7 separate regions of the Mus musculus genome follow, and all the other regions are linked to region 5. The links are chromatin contacts, called in public promoter capture Hi-C maps. All regions are on one chromosome and are shown on one strand. Each heading gives the region's core, a stretch centred on a gene start, on an enhancer-like site or on the middle of the called end of the contact. The rest is flanking DNA. Distances are from core to core; before and after follow the strand shown. Region 1 holds the start of Lactb (lactamase, beta). Region 2 holds the start of Aph1c (aph1 homolog C, gamma secretase subunit). Region 3 holds the start of Tpm1 (tropomyosin 1, alpha). Region 4 holds the start of 2300009A05Rik (RIKEN cDNA 2300009A05 gene). Region 5 holds the start of Clpx (caseinolytic mitochondrial matrix peptidase chaperone subunit). Region 6 holds the start of Rab8b (RAB8B, member RAS oncogene family). Region 7 holds the start of Iqch (IQ motif containing H).

Region 1 (2,951 bases), core at 353-2,852, 1.7 Mb before region 5:
AGGATCTATTTCTCAGGGGCCACATTTTGGACAGGACCGACGGATGTGTGTGACAAAGCCAGACGCAGCTGGACACCAGACCGTACTCCATAGCTACGCAGGGCAGAGGAAGCGGAGCTCCATGGGATGTGGGCAGAGGTGATGGGGTAGGAGGAGAGAGCGAGCGGTGACAACTTGAGCTGATCAGGAGTGTGGACAGTCACAAGAAGCAGAAAGGGTTTTGGTCCACATGAATCCACCCATTTTGCTATTTGGCACTTATGACGTGAGGCTCCTACCCTCTGCCACAGACTGGGGGACAGGAGCTCTGTTTTCCAGTGGTGGTTGGAACAAACAGTAACTGCGTTTGGAAACTCTGATCTTTCTCAGGCAGGTATTTTGAAGAAAGATAGGGTCACTCTAGCAACGCAGCCTTGAGCTGTGAGAAACTGTGGAAGAGTTTCCTACTCAGGAAGAGAACTGAGAGTAGCCTGGCTAGAGTTTGCTTCAGAGAACAGGACTGGGTGTGGAAGGGCAGCTGTAGCGCCCAGTGGACCCTGGCCATGTAATAATACTAGCTGCAGCTGCATCCATCGCACCACTGGGAAGCTGATTCACCGCCCACGCCTCTGATCGTAGAACCCTTCAAACCCTCTGACAAGAGAGGAAGGCTGAGAAGGTACATTTCTGGGCCATCACCTGACAACTCTGTAGATTTAGACAAATCCCTTAGCCTCCCTTTACTCCAGTTTCCTCATGGAACTGATGTCAGACAACACAACCAATCTCCAGAGCAGTTACGATGATTAATGTTTGCTAGAATGATTGTCACTGGGCAGGAAGGCGAGTCAAGACATAAAATTCTCCTAAAAGAATGAAAAAAACCCACATCAGGTTTGCTTTTTCCCACTTTTGTGTGTGTGCATGTATATACATGCATATTAGCATTTGCCTGAGAACGTCCCAGACTATGTTGGAAACCATCTATAATTGCGCTTCTAACTTTGGATTGAGGCTGGGTTTCTCAATCCGTTACAGGTAGGCGCCATGCCCACTGGGCATTTTCACCCGGATACTGGGGATTTGAATTCCAGTCCTTGTGTTTGCATGGCAAGTGTTTTAACCACTGTGCATCTCAGTCAAACAAAGGGGCGAGTGTTGTTAACATAGGCATAAGGTGGCAAGAGGGTGTTGCTGTGACAGGAGACTTGTCTAAGGATATCATGTGTGTTGTGAGAGAGAAGAAGCATGGAAAAGGAGAGAGATGAGGAGGAGAAAAGGAAAAGAGAGGCTTGAGGGACAGGTAGAAACTAAAGTGGGAAGGAGAAAGAGGAGAGAATCAGAAATAAAGAGAGGGAAAGAGAAAAGAGGATAGAGGGAGGAATGTGGGATGCGAGAGAAAAAGAAAACAAGAGAGGGAGGTTAGAGCTAAAGGGAGAGAAGAGAGAGGAAAAGGAGAAGATAAAAGAAGGAAGAAAGATATGAAAAAGAGGGAGGGAAAAGAAAGCAAGAAAAGGAGGGGTGGAACCAAAGAGGATTAGTAGCCAGAAGGCTAGAAAGGAGACGAGGACCAGGCGCTCGATGCGCTCGTCGCTCACCCACCCGGCCTTGACTGAGAGGTACTGTAAAGCCCCGCCTCAGCCCCGCCCCCTCGTCCCGCCCGCCGCGGGCCAAGCCGGAGCAAGCTAGGAGGCAGCCGGCTCTGCGGAGGCAACATGTACCGGCTCCTGTCAAGCGTGACAGCTCGGGCTGCGGCCACCGCAGGCCCAGCCTGGGACGGAGGGCGGCGCGGGGCGCACAGGCGACCGGGCCTGCCTGTGCTGGGCCTTGGTTGGGCCGGCGGCCTGGGGCTCGGGCTGGGGCTGGCTCTCGGCGCGAAGCTGGTGGTCGGGCTGCGGGGCGCCGTCCCCATTCAGTCCCCCGCGGACCCCGAGGCGTCCGGCACTACCGAGTTATCGCACGAGCAGGCCCTGAGCCCGGGGAGCCCGCACACGCCTGCGCCGCCAGCAGCCAGGGGCTTCTCCAGAGCCATCGAGAGCAGCCGCGATCTGCTACACCGGATCAAGGTGCGGGCCCAGTGGGCGTCAGGGCGGCGGCTTCCGTTTTTCTGACTGCCTGGCCGCGGGCTGACGCTCTTAGGGCTGCTCAAGTAGCAGCTGAGGTCACCGGTCGCGGAGGGGCCCGCCCCTTCCCCTTTAGAGTCCTGTGCACTCCGACGGCCAGGGCAATCGGAGCAGAACCATTGCCCTCCTGGTGGGCGGGACCGCAGAGTGGGCGGAGTCAGTCTACTTTTGAACCACCAGGGTCTTTCTTTTCTCTTAGGATGAGGTTGGTGCCCCCGGCATCGTGGTTGGAGTTTCTGTAGATGGAAAAGAAGTCTGGTCAGAAGGTGAGTTCAGCAGGTAGCCCATTTTGTTATTGGTAAAATAAAATACTGATGTTTTACAGGTTGGAGTTGCAAAAAGTGGCACATTTGTAGAGACAATGTATCCCTAGAATAATCAGGCTGTTTTATTTATCACTGGAAAGTTTAAAATGTAACTAACTGGGCTAGGAGTATAGCTCAGTGGAAGCTCACTTGCTTAGCCTCCATGTGTGAGGGCAAAATAAAGTAAATAATTAAATTGTGTGACTCAAGTACGTGGATGTGTTCAAAATGCTGTTTCTTCTCCCAGTTTACTCTTAAGAATTGGTCTGAAAATGGAATGTAGAACAATCCATTAAATTACCACTATTACATATTAGATAACCCTTATTAGTAACTAAAATGTCAGTTTCTGCATATTTTTATTCTTTCATTCTGTAATTTTTTTATTCCCCACTTCTGTAAAAGGCACTATACCAAGTATTAAGAATACATGATATCCCTGGTCCTTAATGATTTACAGTTTATTATTACATTTACTAGACAGAGTGTTACCTGTTTTGTTTTTAACGACAAGCTTGAAGTGGTTTGGGATGGAGCTCAGTTG
Region 2 (2,981 bases), core at 447-2,946, 1.5 Mb before region 5:
TATTGGGGTTGCCCCAAATACTGTTTTCCCACATGGAAATGAGTACATGAAGTTTTTACAGTTACAAAAGAAAGTAATAAATCAAGGCCCCTTTCAGATGCATTATTGGAAATATCAGGTAAGTGGGGCAGAGCAGAGCAGGGAAATCTCTGCTACAGGTGTCAGATGCTGCAATCCGATGACATTCTTAGCTTTGGGGTTTGTGGAGGCTAGTAGTAAATATGAAGGAAAAAACCTGTCACGTGATAGTCACAAGGGCATTAGAGCAGATGCAGAGGTGGGAATGAATAGCTGTTAAAGAGGCTAGATAGCCCAAGATATTGGCTCTGTATCTACAGCGTTTCAATTCTCCACAAACATGAATGTAATTAGTCAATATTAACCTTGTAGCATTCTTAACATAGCTGTGGTTGTTTGTCCTGAAATTTAAATTCAGATATGATTAGAGAATGCCTTTAAAATTTTTTAAGTTTTTGGAGATCAGGGCTGTTAGTGGCACAGAAACCAACTTGTCAGAACAACTCGTCAGTATTTCATTATTCCTTTTCCATAGGGGATGATTCACCTGGGTCATACCAGCCCAGTTGGATTTTTACATAGGATGGGAGCCCCACATTCCTGCAACCACGGACACAGAAAAAATACTTACTTTAAAGGAACCGTGCCCCTGTCCTGCTGTTTACTTCAATTGACCTTCAGCACAAAAGTGGCCTGGTAATCTCCCTTAGACCACCTTACAGTTGGCCAGCACCAGGGACAATGTGTACCCACAGGCAAGAGGGCTGGGGCACAGCTTTTAAGTCTTCAGTGAGCCACGCTTTGGAATAAGGACCTGCAGCGCTGGCAAGTCTGAGGCTTGGTGTAGCCCTTTGCCTCTCGGAGGTCTAGGCGCCCGCCCAGTTCGGCGGGCAACTTTCATTGCCCCAAGAAACCTAGAGAAGAAACCTTGAAGGACCCCTTTCCATTCTCAGCACCCCGAGTGCTCTGAAGAACTGCCCAGCCCTCAAGGCCCCGCCCCGCAGTCTGACGGCACGTGGAGTCCCAGGAGGCCGCGTTGCTGCCCAGCCTGCCCGCACACCGAATCCTTCCAGGCTGCACCTCCGCTCTGACCGCTTGTGAAGCCCCTCGAGGCCCTGTCCCCTGCGCTGTACGCACGCAGAGACACTAGAGGCCGCCCCGGTTCTGACAGCACGTGGAGCCCCTCGAGGAACCGCCTCTCTGACAGCTTCTCGATGCCGCTGCACAGGTTCTAACAGTACTCTGAGCCTCTCAAGAAATAGCTTCCCGAATCCTGCACCGCCATTCGCTCTCAGCGCCTGGAGCACCTCCTGGAACTACCTCCCGAGATCCGCCTGGACACCCCTCTGCGACTGACCGTTGTGCGATACAGGCTCTGTTTTTCGAGCTCCGCCCCCGCCCAGTCCTGCCTTGCTGTGGAGCAGCTCGAGGACCCGCCTCCTCGACTCCACCCCGCCCTCTGCAAAAACAAGCCGCGGAGCATCTCAAGGCACTTCATCTAGAGCGCCGCTCCGCCCTCTGCTCTGACTGGCTGTGTCCTGCACCGCCCCCAGGCTCTGATTGGCCAGAAACCGCCCCTAAGGCACCGCCTCTCGTACGTCCCGCCCTCCGCTCAAAAAAGCCTTGGAGCACCTCGAGGCCCCGCCTCCCGGGCTTTGCTCCGCCCCCTTCTCTGATCGAGCCCGGAGTACCTGGCAGGCCTGCCCCGCCCCGCATTCCGCTAAGAAATCGTCCCAGTCACCTCGGATCCACTCAGGTCCCCCGGGACTGGCTTCTGTGGGTACCATGACGCTGCCTGTGTTCTTCGGTTGCGCCTTCATCGCCTTCGGGCCCGCGTTCGCACTCTACCTCTTCACCATCGCCACCGACCCTTTGCGCGTCATTTTCCTCATCGCTGGGTGAGGTTGAGCCGAGTCCCGGACACCGCGGGTCCCTCCCTCTCCTGGGTTTCCACGACCCCGGGATCCCCATCTCCCAGTGGCTCCCAGCTTGTGGGACTGTCCAAGACTGGGGGGAGGGGGTTCAGGCTGAGCAGGCGAGTCCTGCGGGTCTTGGCTTCTGTGGAAGATGGGAATAAGTGGATACATTCGTGTATGGAGCCTTAGTCTTTCCGTAGGAATTTCTCATTTCACTCAGTGCTCAGCGGCATCGAAGAGCTGTTCTCACTCTCTGCCATTAAAGACACCTGGGGATCAGTTGTCCACCTCCTCAACCCCCGTTCTTGGACTCAGAATGCCTGTGAGGAATTTGGGCTCAGATTTTTCTTGTAGGCCCCTGGGTAATGGTTGGGGTGCAGCCAATGGTGAAAGCCTGAGAAAACCGCTGCAACACCTGACCAGTCTTGCTGAGAACTTGGTAAATATCTAACTCTGCTGGTGACTGCGGTCTTGATCCCTTTGCACCTGCTGAGACTGAGTTTCTGAGACTTGGCACCCAGGCAACTCACTGGCTAGCCAGGAACTCCAGCCTCTCTGCGTTCTTTTTTCCTGTAATAAATAGTGCTCCTTCGCTGTTGGCATTAAAAATCAATAGAGTCTGTTGAACGTCAAGCTTGCTGTGTCCTTAAAGTCCACAGGAAGGTTGTAAGAACCGGGCCTGGAAAACAACTAGACCACAGCATGGGTTTTCAACTTCTGAGTTTTCCATGGTGCACACAATAAATACAGGTGTAGGTGTTTGTTTTCCTTCAGAAAAGATACTTATCTTTACAGACAGCTAAGCCATTAAATTCACATTTTCTAGGATATGAAAATTGTAACAGCCACTGGTTATATGTTTCTATGGCACACCAATGAGGCAAAGCAGTAACCAACTTCCTCGTTGCCAGTCCTTGGCAGATAGTGTTCTGGTGTACACAGACAGGGTCACTGAATCGTCCTTGTTGAGGGCATCTGACGTTCCTCTTGGACTGTTTTTTCACTAGGAGGAAAATGGACCATTGATTAGCAAATGCTGATTCGGAA
Region 3 (3,015 bases), core at 82-2,581, 1.8 Mb before region 5:
CAAGCACAAAGACCTGTGTTGGATTCTTTTTTTTTTTTTTTTTTTTTTTTTTTTTTTTTTTTTTTTTTTTTTTTTTAGATTTATTTATTTATTATATGCAAGTACACTGTAGCTGTCTTCAGACACTCCAGAAGAGGGCATCAGATCTCATTACGGGTGGTTGTGAGCCACCATGTGGTTGCTGGGATTTGAACTTCGGACCTTTGGAAGAGCAGTCGGGTGCTCTTACCCACTGAGCCATCTCACCAGCCCCCTGTGTTGGATTCTTAAAGAGTTGCTCTCTGACCTCTACAGTCCACCAAAGCACGAATGCACCTCCATGACCCCGCCCCCCAAATAAGTAACCGACTCTAGTAAAACATGCAAATGAATAAATGGAGGGAAGCTACAGCATTGAAGCTGTTACAAATCACAGCTGCCGATGACTAAAGACCAGACACACACACACACACACACACACACTCACACTCACACCACTGACTCCCACAGGGAAGAAAAACGCCTAGACCGCTACACACTGACACACTCCCTCTGCCCTTTCCAAAGCACAGCGCAGGCACTTTTGGGCCTTAAGTCCCTAAAGTATTTTACTACCCACCCCCAGTTTGGTGAAAAGACTCGAGACTGCCTGTGTGTCACTATGTCCACTATCAGGGGCAGAGAGACAGGGTCTCAGGAATGGCCCTCAAACCTTCCTCCACCTCTATTTCTCTGCTCTGGTTGAAATGTCCAGACCGTGAGAGCCCAGGACGACAACTGGTGAGTGGGCTGAGTGCTGCCACAAGGACCCAGCTGGGTACCGAGAGCTCCCAGGCCCAGAGGGGAGGGGCAGTGGCCGTGACTGGCAGCCCCCGGACCTTACAATGAGCAGCACCCCAGGACCTGGAGGCAGAGTGAGCCGGTGCGCACACACCACCTGCCCTATTCCGGGTGGTTCCGGGCAGGCTCTTCTGGGGACCTTGACCGCCAGACGATGGCTCTGAGAGGTGGCTAGAGACTCTCGCCCAGTGCCGGGCTCCTCTCCAGCGAGGTCCCGGCGCTCTTTCCCAGGCGTGCAGGTTTAGAAATAGGACGGCCTCGCCCGGCCGCGGCCTCGGAGGCTCGGGTCCCCATATATAGTCATATCCACCGTCAACTGGGAGGCCGGCAGGCGGCAGCGAATGGGCGTGCGGGCCCCCGCGGGAGGAGCGAGGAGGGGGCACGGGGCGGAGGCAGGAGACTGGGAAAGGGGGAAGGAGGAACAAGCTTTTCCAAAAAAGTATTGGCTGTCCTAAGGAATGCGGTCGCCCCCCTGGGAAAGTACATATCAGGGAGCAGCAGGCAGCTCCGCGCTCGCACTCCGGCTCTGCTACCCCACCGCGCTCGCGTCTCCTCTCGCTCCGCTGCCTAAGGGCCCCTCGCCACCGCCACCATGGACGCCATCAAGAAGAAGATGCAGATGCTGAAGCTCGACAAAGAGAACGCCTTGGATCGAGCTGAGCAAGCGGAGGCTGATAAGAAGGCGGCGGAAGACCGGAGCAAGCAGGTCTGCATTTATCCCCAACCTCCAATGCCCCAGCTTAGCGTGGGTCGCTCAGCCCCGGGACCCGAACTGGCTCCCTTTCCTCATCCCATCCCCAGCCAGGGTGTCCAGGGGCGCACGTTTAAAAAAGAAAAGGAGAAGCGCGAGAGTTAGACTGATTCTAACTTTTCTGTCTCGTCCGAGGACGCTCGTGGCCCTTCTCTGACTCCCACGGTCTGCGAGGTCCACTGAGCTTCTTCCCTAGAGAGGCTCTTGACTCTTAGGGTTGGGAATCAGTTTTGAAAGAGGAAGAGAGAAAGGATACAAGTTCCCGGGTTGCCTGGAGGGAAGGGTGGGGGAGCGGAGCAAGGCTCAAGTCCTAAGGTGTCCGAAGTTCTTTGGACTTTTTGGTTGGGGAGAAAGATCCCTCAACACGGGATGAAGACTTTGAAGGGAAGAGGAGGGAGTCACTGAATTATTTCCTAAGAACAAAGATGGGACAGAATGGGAGACACACGGAAAGCTAGCCAAACAAGGACATGTTTCGGCAGTCCCTCAAATTGAGAACCTGAGCTTGCTGTCCTCGGCCGGCCGGAGCGTGTGGTCCCGGGTTGGGGGGTGGTGTGCGAGATGAGTCACTGAGTGAGATCTCTGGGAGAGATATCTTAGGGTCCCTTGAGCCCCAAAGCAGCGATCCCTTAGCCCCAGGGCTCCAGCCAACCTGGCACCCATTTGTTATGTGTCTCCCACCCGGTCCATGCCGGCCGCCCGCGCCCGCTCGCCGCTACCCCAGCTCGAGGAGGACATCGCAGCGAAAGAGAAGCTGCTGCGGGCGTCGGAGGACGAGCGGGACCGGGTGCTAGAGGAGCTGCACAAGGCGGAGGACAGCCTCCTGGCTGCCGACGAGACCGCCGCCAAGGTACCCCGGGCGCGCGGCGAGGCACTGCACACGAATGGCTAACTCTTTCTCTTTCTCTCTCCCTCCCTGTCTTTCCCTCTCTCTCTCTCTCCCGCTGTCCCTGTCCTTTATGGTCTATGCACCCTCAACCCGCACCTTGCGGGATCACGCTGCCTGCCGCACCCCACCCCCTCCCCCTTCCCCCCTCCCCGTACTCCACTGCCAACTCCCAGCTGGAAGATGAGCTGGTGTCACTGCAAAAGAAACTCAAGGGCACTGAAGATGAACTGGACAAATACTCCGAGGCTCTCAAAGATGCCCAGGAGAAACTGGAGCTGGCGGAGAAAAAGGCCACAGATGTAAGTGCACGCTCACACTGCCTCCCTCACCTCCTGTCCGTGTGGCCACTCTGGGGGGCGGGGGGCCACCACAGGGGCTGCAGAGCAAAGGAAGAGGGCGAACCTCCTCCTGCAGGGACACCTGCACACAGCCTGGCCGTGGCCCAGAGCACTGGATGCCGCCTCTACTGCTGCTCACGTTTCATTTTTATTCCGTCCTTTCCCTTTTTCTCTTTTTCCTCTTCTTTACCTCCTCCCCTTTGGTTGGAGGTGGGTGG
Region 4 (3,033 bases), core at 349-2,848, 1.9 Mb after region 5:
TGCTGAAAGCCCAGTGCTCCCCTCCCTACTCAAGAACAGCAAAACCAAGGCAACAAACTAGCTGTGATTCTGTTGTGGTGCCACTTTACCTATGAAACTACTATTAAAAAATTAATTTTATAAATGTTTAGAAATAAACACATTGTGTTTATAATTTTCTTTATATGTTAGAATTCTGTGACAGATTTTGTCTGAAAAAGGGCTCCATTGCTTTTAAAACTTTACTTTGAAAATGACAGTTCTGCTGCAGCTCCCTACCTCCCTTCAATAGTCCTCCTAGCTATTCTGCATATCAAATATATCATGACTTCACCTAATCTTTCTTTAAAAATCGATATCTAATAGAGAATCTTATAAAGTTCAAACTATTTGCATGACTGCAAAACCCCCCTAAATATTTAACATATTTGTGGAATGAACTCAATGTTGACTAACCCAAAACTGGTGACTATAAAAACAAAAATGTTGCTGGAGAGATGGCTCAGTGGTTAAGAGCATTGGCTGCCCTTCCAGAGGACCTGAGTTCAATTCCCAGCTACCACATGGTGACTCACAACCATCTGTAATGGGATCTGATTTCCTCTTCTGGTGTGCATGAAAATGGAGCACTTGTATACACAAAATAAACAAATCTTCTTTAAACATCACACTATTCTACATCCTTCTTGAATTTTCAGCAAATAATTGTTATATAGTTCCAACACAGAGAATTACTTCATTTGCATATGGTACTTTCCAGAAACCTCATCCTATTTACTCATTCTCCCCACAAAAATTGAGGACATATAAGAGTAATGATACTTTAGACATGAGGTTGTATGCTAGCAGAAAGTCTGAGAAATGCTTCCCTTACACTTTCATGGGTAACTGAGATTGTTAAAGGTTGGTGACTGCCAATTCCGGTCCTAGTATTTACTGTGTTCTCAGGAGGGAAGTTTTTCTGAGCTTTAGGGCACTAAATGAGAAAACATAGGACTGCTTTTCGGGTTTTGGGGGTGGTGGTGCGGGGACAGGGAGGCAGTTGAGACTTGCTCTTCTATGTAGCCCAGGCTGGCCTCCACCTCCCCATCCTCACATCTCAGCCTTTTCAGGGCTGTGATTCCAGGCAAGCGCCACATCTGGCTTGGGACCCTATCTTGCACTATCTAGGTAGGATTCAGTCTGGACAGTGAACACGACTGTGAGGACATCTGCACATACGTGCAGTCTGAGGTCACCAAGCGTCCAGCCCGGGCAAAGGCCAGGCCTTGGTGTCAGCTCACTTTCCTGTGCACACCTCAAGCACCTCAGCATCCCTGAGGATTTCCCTGGAGCCCAGCGCCTGACAGCCAGACCGGGTTTGTCGCTGTGGAGGATTGTTTTAACATTGTCTCCCTGCTCCGAGGTTACCTGAGGCCAGAGGTGACAATTTTCCTGATCTGCGCAGTCGCTCCGCCCTCCCGTCCCGTCCTGTGCGCACGCGCCGCACCTCAAGGCGCTCTCACCCGCGCGCTGCCCGCTGGGTGTCCCCCGCCCTGGCCTAGGGTGGTGAGGGGAACACGCATGCGCACACTCGCCTGACCCCGCCCCCAGAGGCCCGGCCCCAGGGGCCCAGGGCCGGCTCCCCGGCGTGCCCCGGCCATGGAGGCCCTGCGGAGGGCCCACGAGGCTACGCTGCGGCTGCTGCTGTGCCGGCCCTGGGCCTCGGGCGCCGCCTCCCGCCCGAAGCCCCGCGCCTCGGAGGTGCTGACGCAGCACCTGCTGCAGCGGCGGCTGCCGCACTGGACTTCCTTCTGCGTGCCCTACAGTGCGGTCCACAACGACCAGTTCGGCCTGTCGCACTTCAATTGGCCGGTGCTGGGCGCCAACTACCACGTCCTGCGCACCGGCTGCTTCCCCTTCATCAAGTACCACTGCTCCAAGGCGCCCTGGCAGGACCTGGCCCCGCAGGACCGCTTCTTCACCGCGCTCAAGGTCATCAACCTGGGTGAGTGGCGGCGCCCTCGTCTGACCCAGGCACTCCTCCATCCCAGGGCGGCCGCTGGCCCACAAGCACGCTGCTCGCTCTCCAGGGCCGGCCCTTCGCATCCCCGGTGGGCTGCTTGCAGCACCCCTGAGGTCGTGCCCTGCCACTGTCCACCCGGGAGAACCCTGCCCAGGGCAGCGAGGAGTGAGTCCCGACAGTGGCTCCGAAGTTGCTTAGCAAGAGTCATTCCCGCGCTCATCACCAAGAGCCTTTGGAGGACAAAAAACTGGACGGACTTTTAAAGTTTCTTTGTCTTTCTGTGAAATCTCAGCAATTGTGTTTTGCTAAAAGCAGTAGGTTCTCTCCAGACATCATATTTTCTCAGGTGCTAGACTTAAAAGATGCTGTCTTTTAAGATCCTTTAGTATCTATATTCCTGAAGATAATCTAATTCTGACGGTCCTCCTGCTAGATGTGTGTGTTCTGTGGTCTAATGGCAGAAGAGTCAATATCACGGATTGTAGATGTGACAGCATTTTATAGATTAGGGAAAAATTCAAGTCCTCAAGATGTTTCGGACCTATTAATAGCTGCTAAAAAAAATATTAACTTAGATGTCAGTCACTCAAACTCTATACAAGGAAGCAGAACCAGTATAATCCAAATAGTTTTTTTTTAAATATTGCTGTCTAGGGATTTATTAACTTTTTTATTAGATTATTTTCTTTATTTACATTTCAAATGTTATCCCCTTTCCTAGTTTCCCCTCCGAAAATCCCCTATCCCCTTCACCCTCCCCCTCCAAATAGTTTTTTTTTTTTTTTCAATCCAAAATTAACACTAAACTCTGTGTAGCCGTACTAGTGTTACATATAGTCTGGTAGTTCATTCAATTTAATAAAGCATGGGCATTTCTGCTTATAATAACTCAAATAGCACTTACGGGATTTTTGAGCCATTGTCCCCCTGGAAAATCCAGGAAGGAGATTATACACCAATGTGTCTCATAACTTGTTTGATCCACTCTATACAGTGTATGTCAACTAATCCTGAGGTTGGTATGAAACTATGGGAAAAGCCAAAATGCT
Region 5 (2,996 bases), core at 433-2,932:
TTGTCAGACTGGGCAGCAAATACTTTTATTTGCTGAGCTATCTTTCTAACCCATTTGTCAAGTCCATTTAAAAAATATATACATCAGCTGGGCGTGGTGGCACAGGCCTTTAATCTGAATCCAAGGCCAAGACTGGTGTACAGAGTTCCAGAGACCTGGCTTGCCCCTGCCTAAAGACTGCCGGAACTAAAGTCATGTGCTATAACCTCCGGGCTGAAGCTAGAATTCTTTGACTAAATCTTATCAAGAACTCCTCCTGTCTAAAACACGTACCCTTTTTAATGCTGTTGTCAACCAAATTTAAACATGATGAATTTAATACCCCTAGTACCAAACTGTAATACCTTAAGCCCTCAACGAATGTAGGTCAAACAATACATTAAAATTATGTTTCTTTCCAGTGTTTACAAATCAAACCTCTGGAACTGGGACACCTACTTGAGGTGTGGCAATGTTTTAAGACTAAATCTTACACTTACGTGTCAATACTAAATGCTTCCGCCTATGTTACTCCATTTCATGTGTATTATAAACTGCCAATTATACAGTTAGTAGACAATGATGATTTTAGAATTAGTCAAAAAAAAAAAAAAAAGGAAAACTGCTTTTATTGATCCAAGGATCGTCATGAAAAGACATCTGTAAGTTCAGAGCCTAACAAGACCTAGCCTTACAATCTGATATGCATAGACTTGTGGGAAAGAAAAACGGGTTTCATTCCCGGAATCTCTTGGCAGGTGTGCACTCTGTCACAGGTCCTGATGAATAGAGAAGCAAAGTAAACAAGAGCCACTCCACTCTTAGAGGCTGATCCCAGCTGTCAAGCTGGGGAAGCGGGCGAATGACTGTTGCTAAATTTAAGTATTTCAGGAATTCCAGCGGTCGTTTTCGCCCCACCTCCCCGCTGCTTTCTTGGGACCCCAAGTTTCCCAAATATCTTGGGACCCCAAGTTTCCCAAATATCTGGAAGGCCAGCGAGCTGTGTTTACGTCTTGTCGTCCCCGAGACCGCACAATGTCAGTGACACCCTTGCGCTGCCGGTCCAGGCGACTAGCCCGACAACCGGGCACAGACTCCCCAAAAGTGACAGGCCCCAAGAAGGGCTGCACGGGGGACACTTTTAACGAGTGTTGCGTCGCACTCGGTTGTTCTCCCTGAGTTGAGGCGAGATGGCCTCATTCCAGCCCCCAAACTCCGAAGGCCCGAGAGCTCACAGGCCAGCGATAGCCCACCGGGTTTCCTTCCAATCCGACAGCCAGGTACTCCAGAGGCTCGTAGCGCCTCGCAGCCTTCAAGCCCTCCTCTCCCCCCGGGATCCCCACAGGTTCACTCGCCGAGAGCCCAGAGCGGGCACCGGCTCGGGACTACTTCGTTACCTCTCTGCGCGGAGGTGAGCGAAGTGGTGAGAAGCCGGGCGGCCGCAGCGCCGCAGGTACAAGCGCCGCAACTGGACATCTCCGCGGGGCCTAGGCCAGGGCTTCGCGCCCTGAGGATCGAGGGGGCTCAGCGACCCGATCGTGTCGCGCGAGTGTTCCGCTGACTGGCTCCGCTCCCTTCCGTCGGTTCTATGCTGGCGCAGCGTTTTCCCCACCAGGCAGCCAGGCCTGGACGATCCCAGCGTCCCACCGCCTTCTACTCACCGGAGTAGGCTCCTCCCCTCCTCCCCTCCCTCCCTACTCTCCCCCATTCCCCGCCCACCCCGGCCGGGGAGCGTGCGCGCGCTTGCGTCCTAGACCCAGGAGGAGGCGTGAGTTTACGCTGCGCATGCGTGGAGACTAACGTGATTCCAGAGAATGGGGCGGTAACCTGGGCACCAATGAGCGCGCTACGGCAAGCGGCGAACCCAAAATTTTGCGGTCGCCTAATTTCTCGGGAAGTCTCTTTATTCGGATGTTAAAAAGTTTTAGACCCAAAGAGACACGCGCCGTGTCGGGAGTTGACCCTACGCTTCTTAGGAGCAGGGGAAATAAAAGCGCAAAAAGGTGAGGATCTTTTTTAAGTGATCCGAAAACTAAGAATGTAATTCAGTGGTAAAGACCATAATCCCACATAATAATTATAAACAGACAGTAACTACCAGGCGCTTGCACTTCGGCAAGTTCCTTCCTTCATGGACTCTATATCCTGGCTTCCTTTATGTTCGCTGTTTCGTTTCATTTGCAGCATGGAAATGGTCTCCTAATCCCACTCCCACTCCGAGCAACAAGCTGGATAGAGCTAGCTTTCCTTGCTCTTTCAAGCTTTGTGATGATAAAGTTTTCAGTCGGGGCTAGTTGCCTGTGTGGATTTTTGTTTTGGTTTTCTGAGCGAGGGTTTGTCTGTGTAACCTTGGCTGTCCAAGAACTCCCTCTGTAGACCAGGCTGACCTCGAATTTAAGAGTACTGCCTCTAACACCATATGGGTTTTATTTGGGTTTGGTTTGGAATTTATGCCAGAGTAATTATATATATATCATCAACTCTAGCCGCCAAATTGCTAGGTGGCCTGGAACTTGTTCTGTAGCTGAAAATGGCTCTGAACATCTGATGCCTGTGCTCCCACCTCTAGATGAGACTACCGAGTTGTACCACACCCTGCTGGAACCTTTAGACAGAAACTGTGAGGAAAGAGAATTAAGCCAGGATCAACACCAGTTCACTTACATTAACCAGCGTCAATCTCCAGCCAGAAAAGTGACTTCCAGTTCCCCGGGTCTAGCTCACAGAAGGGGAATTCCAGGTGGTTCATACTACTACAGGGTTCTTTCTTAGAGAGCTGACTCGTGGTAACACCTCATGGTAAAGTTTCAGAGATGAAAGAGAATTCTTGTCTTTCTTCACTAAGACCCACTCCTTCTTCAGCTGCATCCAGGAATACAGTTGTGAGGAGAGACTCAAGTCCTCTCAGTATGTTGCTTTCCAACTGTGTTCTTAGACTCTCTCAGAAGCTCTCCCTCCATGGATGCTGTGAGCAAACCAAGAGGGCTGTCTCTGGCTTCTCCCGCCCAAAAAGAGAA
Region 6 (2,856 bases), core at 66-2,565, 1.6 Mb before region 5:
TCTAGGGTAATAAATAATGAAGGCTTGAATTGAATACATCAAAGTGCTATTTCCTCCCTTCCTTTTGCCACCCATTAATTGAAAGCCTCCTGAGGAGTGATAAATTTAAACGCAACTAACACCTACACTTCACAGCACCTTACCAAGTTTCAAAGTGCTTTCACACTCAGTATTTAATTTTCACTACAACCTATGAAGTAGTTTGTTTTTCATTCGTCTTTACAGATGAGAAAACTGAGACGTGTCAAGCCTGTGAGACTTCACACAGCTGTGAAGTGGCTTAGCAAAGACTAAATCCAAATCTAAATCTCTACATCTTCTATGGCCAAAGTTCCCGTCACCTGTCTCAGGTGGCGCTATTTTATAAGCTGTTCGTAGCACAAGCCTTCCCACATCTTTCTTCTCTTCTCTTCTCTTCTCTTCTCTTCTCTTCTCTTCTCTTCTCTTATCTTATCTTCTCTTCTCTTCTCTTCTCTTCTCCCTCTCTCCCCTCTCTCCCCTCTCCTCTCTTTCTTTCTTTCTTTCTCTCTCTCTCTCTCTCTCTCTCTCTCTCTCTCTCTCTCTCTCTCCCTCCCTCCCTCCCTCCCTCCCTCCCTCCCTCCCTCCCTCTCTCTCTCTCTCTCTCTCTCTTTCTTTCTTTCTTTCTCAAGAATTCATCCTCCCGCGGTGCGCGAGGCGGTATCTATGAAGCAGAGCCTCTAAAATGATCATCGCATTTGGCTGTGGCCTGTAGTTCAGAAGGCACAAGTGGGAATGAAATTAGCCCGCTAACATCACTCCTTGAGCTCTATAATTGAAGGGCTGTGGAAGGGGGCCTAGGAAATGGGCGGGAACGGGAGAGGCTGGGTAATACTCTGCAGCTAATTCACAGACTTCGTGAACCTTTGCATCTCCAAAGAAAGCTTGCCGAGCTCCGGGTTCAGGCAAGTAGATGAGCGAACTGCAGGACTTAGATTCCGAGGTCTTGGATTTGAAAGATGCCCATAAACAAAGAAACAACAAAGTCAAGTTCCCTTGGCAAAAGAAGAGGAGTTTGAAACGAAGCGTCTTTTCCCTGTAAGGATGGAAAGTCTTAACACACCACCCTACATCACTCAGATTTGTTATCCAGGGAGGTTGTTCGGACAGTTTGGGCGAGGCACGCCCGCGGCTCTCCCAGAGTACTACAAATCCCATAAAGCCTCGCGGGGCGGAGGGTGATGACAAGGCGCGGGCAGATTGGCTGGGACGGGGAGGAGCGAGCCTGTCGCCTCAAGAGGGTGGGGCGAGAGGCGGGGCGGGGCGCGGGTGGCTTGGCAGACACGCCCCCTCGCCAGAGGCCCCCCCTCCGCGCTGCTTTCCACCGCCTCCTTGCTCTTGGCGGTCAGAGAGGGCCGGAGTGAGAAGATGGCGAAGACGTACGATTATCTGTTCAAGCTGCTGCTCATCGGCGACTCCGGCGTTGGCAAGACCTGCCTCCTGTTCCGCTTCTCAGAGGACGCCTTCAACACCACCTTTATCTCCACCATCGGTGAGGGAGCGGCCGCGGCCCGGGACGGGAGCTGAGACGAGGGGGGCGGGTGCCTGGGGGCCTGGGAGAGGGCACGCGAGGGCTTGGCGACCGGAGAAGGGGACCCCGAAGGGCCGCGGAGAGGGCAGTGAGAGCCGGAGAGGCTGAAAGGGACGGATGGGGATGCGGAACTGCGGACGGACGAAAGGGAACCGGAGCAATCGGAAACCAGGGGTGTTGGGGACACGAGGGGGCTCCGGGGCGGCGGCGGCAGCGGCGTCCCAGAGGGACGGAGTCGGGGGAACACAGGAAATCGTACGGAAAGAGAAGGAGGGGAGGGAGAGTGAATACGAACGTGGGTTAGAAAGACAGGAAAGAGGAAGGAAATGTGAAGAGGGAAATGAAGGTTTGAGGACTCAAAGAGGGGCTTCAAATGAAGTAAAGGGGCAGAGGACACCAGGGACAAGAGAAGTGAGACTAGGAGGCGGTCAACAGGGAATTGAGGGGAATGACTGACTGAATGATCAGGAGGCAAGCGATAAAACGACATTGACTCTAAAGGTGTGAACAGAGATGCCAAGAGAAAATGCAGAAGATTGTAGGTGGGAGAAGGACTCAGGAGGACCCGAGGGCGACTTGAGGCTACTTGGTGGAGAAAGTGAAGGCGAGCTGAGTGTTAACTAGAAAGGAGAAGGGGAAGCAGGGGATGCAGTGCAGGGGTTGAGAGATCAGAGAGGAAATGGAAAACGCGGGGCTCAGGACTTTCCCTAGTAACTGGGAACGCTGGTTTCCATTTTCTCTTGACATCTTTGAATCGAGATTTAAAAAGTGACTAATGATGGAGTAATGTCTACGGGGTGTTAAAAATCTTTTGAGTGTTTATAGGAATTAAAGGGGCTGGGGACTTTGGGAGATGATGTGGTTAGAAGAAATTTATTGTTCACCGCCTTATTCCGTGTCTTGGGAAGCAGCAGTAAGTTTCTCAACTTTGTAAATTCTTGAGCTCGTGTAGTTGGTAACATCCAAGCCAAGTGATTGACTGTACATTCCGCCTGCCTCCCTGTGTAGTTTCCTTTGATTCTAATTACTTTGTAGGTGAATCATAACATACTGTATATTTCCCAATTACTTCTAATTGACTCAAGAAAAAAATTTCTCACTCTTCACTGGGAGCTGCTCTTGTATCTTCAGTAAAAGACATTGTGTGCAGGTAAACAGGATCTTTAAGTTGTAAACTGAAGAACACATCAAAACTGCTTTTAAACCTTCAGTAGGATGACCTTAACATTATTTCCTTTGTTAAATAGCTGCAGTCCAGTGGCCCACTCACTCATCAGCTTTTTGGTTGTCTGGCCTCTAATACTAGC
Region 7 (3,084 bases), core at 424-2,923, 1.7 Mb after region 5:
GGCCAAACATAATCCTCAGCCCACAGATAGGAAGATGAAGGGCAGAGGTTCAGTGACTTGCCCACAGTCAGAGCCATAGACCTGGCCAGTGAGCTGCCTCCTCAGCTCTAGCTCACTAGTCTCTCTGACCTACATTTCAGAGCTCATTTTGGGGTGGGGCTGGGGTTTATCTCTGAGGTAGAGTGCCACGCTCAGTATGCACAGAGCAGTGGGACTAAAAAGCAGAAAACACACACACACACACACACACACACACACACACACACGTATATTCGCGTATGCACAACAAAGGCAAAAAAAACAAAACAAAAACAAAAACAAAACCCTGAATTTTATAGCCCTTAGGGTCCAGAAGCAAAAGCACTGGGTGCAGTAACACCTCAAACTCATTTTTTTCCGGGGAACTTTCACCTCAGAAAGAACTCAAGAAATGTAACTGCAAGTGAGGGGGCACCCAACAAATATCATGTACACACAAGTATGCATGTATGTACATTACACACACACACACAATCAAGGGGAGGGAATCAAGAACGCCCACAGCTCTCATCTCTAAGGGAGTAAGCGTTTATTCTGGAGCCAAATATGAGGGATCATGAAAAGGGAACAGGAATCAGGGGTGCCTCAAGTCAAATGTTCCAACGTGGCAATAACAATTCCATGGTGTTCTTATAGGAACAACAAAGCTACATATCAGGATGTTCTAAAAATACATTGAGGGGAACAACAGGTTGGTGGATTACAGCACATCGTGGAAGCCCTTGCTGTAGGCCTCAGACACCAACTGATAAAATTCTTAGCCTTTGGGTTGATGGAAGCTAGGGGGTCTGTTTGCTTATTCCCAAAAGGACTTTACCTGATAGTCAGAGGATATTAGGTCAGACACAGAAGTGGGCAACAAATGGCTAAGAAGGAGACTAGAGACAGTCCACGAGAATCTGGCTACAGTTATTAAAATTCCAGCTCTCCACAATCACAGGAGTTCTGGTCAGTCCATCATCCTGGCAGAACACTAACGCGCGTGCATTTTTTGTTTGTTTGTTTTTTTGTTTTTTTGCTGAGCACTTCAGTTCACAAGAGGAACCACTACCCCAGCAGCAGGGGCATAACCCCCAAACACAACACCGCAACTCCAGCGCCTTACATTCGTCTAAGAGCACAATTTCCGGGGTCTTGAATATCATCTTAGGGGGTGCTTGCCACCACCCCTGAGGCGGGAGGTCAGAAACCGGCCTCACTTTACACAGGCAGAAGGTTAAGCGCCTGGCGCCGAGACCTGCGGAGGAGCCGGAGCCTAGGGCCCAGCTCGGGCAGAGCCCGGGAGAGGTCGCCGGCCCTGCGCCCATGGCTCTGAACTGGGCCTTGCAGCCCGGCTCAGACGTCGGGTTACTCACGTTGCACCAGCCGGTCCCCGGTGAAGGTGGCGGAGCAGCTGGTAACCAGCGCGCAGGGTACACCGGCAGCCATCGCTGCGGCAGAGCGGGTTCCGCGCCGGCGCTGCTTCCGCCTTGGGCCGTACCACTGCAGCGGGCACGCGGGGGAGATGATCCGGGCACGCGCGCTGGGCGGGGCCGCGCGCTGGGCAGCCGAGGCTCCGGCTGGCCCTCACACCCCCCTTCCCCGCTCCTCCAGTGGAGCGCGCCGGTCGCGCGCGCCGCGTTGCTATGGTGACGGGTGCCCGCACCATCTAGGAGCGCTCCGCAGGAGGCCATACCTCCGGAGCCTAGTGTCTTCTGCCCTCCTTAGTCATGGCGCAGGCCCAGGAGGACAGCGACCCCATTGGATCCATCCTAATCCAGGTGGGAAACAGGCCGGGCTGGCGGCCGCACAGACCTCCCCTCGAACCCCGAAACCTGTGATCCCAAGCACCACCATTTATTCTCTCGGCCCTATAGCAGGAAACGCCTACACTTTAGGGCATCATGCTCTGGGGGTTGAACACAGGACATGCTAGCGCCAAGCAAGTGCTTTACCGCTAGGCTGCATCACCTGTCTTCCTTATACTTCGGGCCCAGATGGTCATTGACTGTCTTGGAGCACCCTCTACAATCCAGGCAGGCCTGGAACTTGTGATCCTCCTGCCTCAGCCTCCTGAGTAACTGGGATTATCAATCTGTACTAGCAGGCTGGGGTGCTCAAGGCACCATTTAAAAATAAATTATGAAATGTTTAAAGTCCATCCATGGCTTGGGGATGTGAAGGAGAAACAGATTCATCATTAGGAGGTGGTGAGAAGTTCGAAGAGAACGTGAGCTATGGGACCCGTGCTTCTTAACCTACAATAGTCACTGCTTGCTTGGGAACACACACCCAAGCTTTTTTTAAAATTTTTTTTTCTTCGAGACAGAGTTTCTCTGTGTAGCCCTGGCTGTCCTGGAACTCACTCTGTAGACCAGGCTGGCCTCCAACTCAGAAATCTGCCTGCCTTTACCTCCCAAGTGCTGGGATTAAAGGTGTGCGTTACCAAACATATTTTTAAGATCACCTGGATTACAAAACAACATAAAAAATGAAAACTTGGAGAAATATCTTATTTATAATCTAGGGAGAAAGCTCTCAAAGACTTGACTTCTCCAGTGTAATTCAGTTTGTGACAGTTGAACAATTTTTCTGAAACAGCTAGGTTGGTTTGGTTTTTTTTTTTTTTTTTTTGCTTTGTTTTGTTTTGTTTTTTTCCGTGTTTAGGTATGGGTCCCTTTAAGATGGTCTCACTTTAAGAAGTTCTGTAAGACCCCCGATGCTGGGCCTCTGCTCAAGTCCCGGGATGAGCTGGCCAACACCCCAACATCTCGAGAGAAAACCACACCTGATGCAAACTGCAAGAGGTTTTATTATCAGCTAGCTGAGGACGAAGTCCCTCCACAGTGCAGGGCAGGGGAGTTCGACCCGAGTGGTGACAGTAGGGGGCTTTTAACAGCTAGCTGAGGAATTGGGAGAGGTGTTGGGAAGAGTTGGGAGGAGAGCTGGGAAGAGTTCTTCTCTTCTGGGTGTCCTTGGTGAAATTTACAAGGCAGGTGTGGGGAGTGAGTTCTTTCTGAATTTTTATCTCCGTGTCCTCGGCACAGGAAGGCAGGCATCTCTGGT

The links. Promoter capture Hi-C pulls out the DNA fragments that hold promoters and counts their contacts.
Region 1: a promoter capture Hi-C map of erythroid cells shows a contact between it and region 5, with 37 times the contacts expected there. The contact joins the promoter of Lactb here to the promoter of Clpx in region 5. A contact is called at or near these places in 2 of 39 promoter capture datasets (erythroid cells and pre-B cells) and 1 of 484 Hi-C or Micro-C datasets (pre-B cells).
Region 2: a promoter capture Hi-C map of erythroid cells shows a contact between it and region 5, with 12 times the contacts expected there. The contact joins the promoter of Aph1c here to the promoter of Clpx in region 5. A contact is called at or near these places in 2 of 39 promoter capture datasets (erythroid cells and pre-B cells).
Region 3: a promoter capture Hi-C map of pre-B cells shows a contact between it and region 5, with 2.9 times the contacts expected there. The contact joins the promoter of Tpm1 here to the promoter of Clpx in region 5. A contact is called at or near these places in 2 of 39 promoter capture datasets (erythroid cells and pre-B cells), 1 of 484 Hi-C or Micro-C datasets (CD4 T cells) and 1 of 9 other capture datasets (liver).
Region 4: a contact with region 5 is called in a promoter capture Hi-C map of erythroid cells, with 29 times the contacts expected there. The contact joins the promoter of 2300009A05Rik here to the promoter of Clpx in region 5. A contact is called at or near these places in 2 of 39 promoter capture datasets (erythroid cells and liver) and 2 of 9 other capture datasets (adipose tissue and liver).
Region 6: a promoter capture Hi-C map of pre-B cells shows a contact between it and region 5, with 4 times the contacts expected there. The contact joins the promoter of Rab8b here to the promoter of Clpx in region 5. A contact is called at or near these places in 2 of 39 promoter capture datasets (erythroid cells and pre-B cells) and 1 of 9 other capture datasets (liver).
Region 7: a promoter capture Hi-C map of erythroid cells shows a contact between it and region 5, with 18 times the contacts expected there. The contact joins the promoter of Iqch here to the promoter of Clpx in region 5. A contact is called at or near these places in 2 of 39 promoter capture datasets (erythroid cells and pre-B cells).

The regions. Positions count from the first base shown.
Region 1 is chr9:66,974,135-66,977,085 of GRCm38.p6, reverse strand. Lactb (lactamase, beta) reads left to right here and starts at 1,602. Exons shown (of 6, transcript NM_030717.1): 1 at 1,602-2,045; 2 at 2,302-2,368. The coding sequence starts at 1,695.
Region 2 is chr9:66,833,421-66,836,401 of GRCm38.p6, reverse strand. Aph1c (aph1 homolog C, gamma secretase subunit) reads left to right here and starts at 1,696. Exons shown (of 6, transcript NM_026674.3): 1 at 1,696-1,916. The coding sequence starts at 1,804.
Region 3 is chr9:67,047,529-67,050,543 of GRCm38.p6, reverse strand. It overlaps Tpm1 (tropomyosin 1, alpha), which reads left to right and starts at 1,331. Exons shown (of 10, transcript NM_001164248.1): 1 at 1,331-1,525; 2 at 2,633-2,758. The coding sequence starts at 1,412.
Region 4 is chr9:63,397,809-63,400,841 of GRCm38.p6, reverse strand. 2300009A05Rik (RIKEN cDNA 2300009A05 gene) reads left to right here and starts at 1,598. Exons shown (of 2, transcript NM_027090.1): 1 at 1,598-1,966. The coding sequence starts at 1,621. It overlaps Gm16759 (a long non-coding RNA gene), which reads right to left and starts at 1,525. Exons shown (of 5, transcript XR_003948339.1): 1 at 1,390-1,525.
Region 5 is chr9:65,292,946-65,295,941 of GRCm38.p6, reverse strand. Clpx (caseinolytic mitochondrial matrix peptidase chaperone subunit) reads right to left here and starts at 1,682. Exons shown (of 14, transcript NM_011802.3): 1 at 1,377-1,682. The coding sequence starts at 1,455. It also overlaps the pseudogene Gm16218.
Region 6 is chr9:66,918,164-66,921,019 of GRCm38.p6, reverse strand. Rab8b (RAB8B, member RAS oncogene family) reads left to right here and starts at 1,315. Exons shown (of 8, transcript NM_173413.3): 1 at 1,315-1,510. The coding sequence starts at 1,387.
Region 7 is chr9:63,601,082-63,604,165 of GRCm38.p6, reverse strand. Iqch (IQ motif containing H) reads left to right here and starts at 1,673. Exons shown (of 22, transcript NM_001311098.1): 1 at 1,673-1,799. The coding sequence starts at 1,749. Aagab (alpha- and gamma-adaptin binding protein) reads right to left here and starts at 1,520. Exons shown (of 10, transcript NM_025857.3): 1 at 1,395-1,520. The coding sequence starts at 1,467.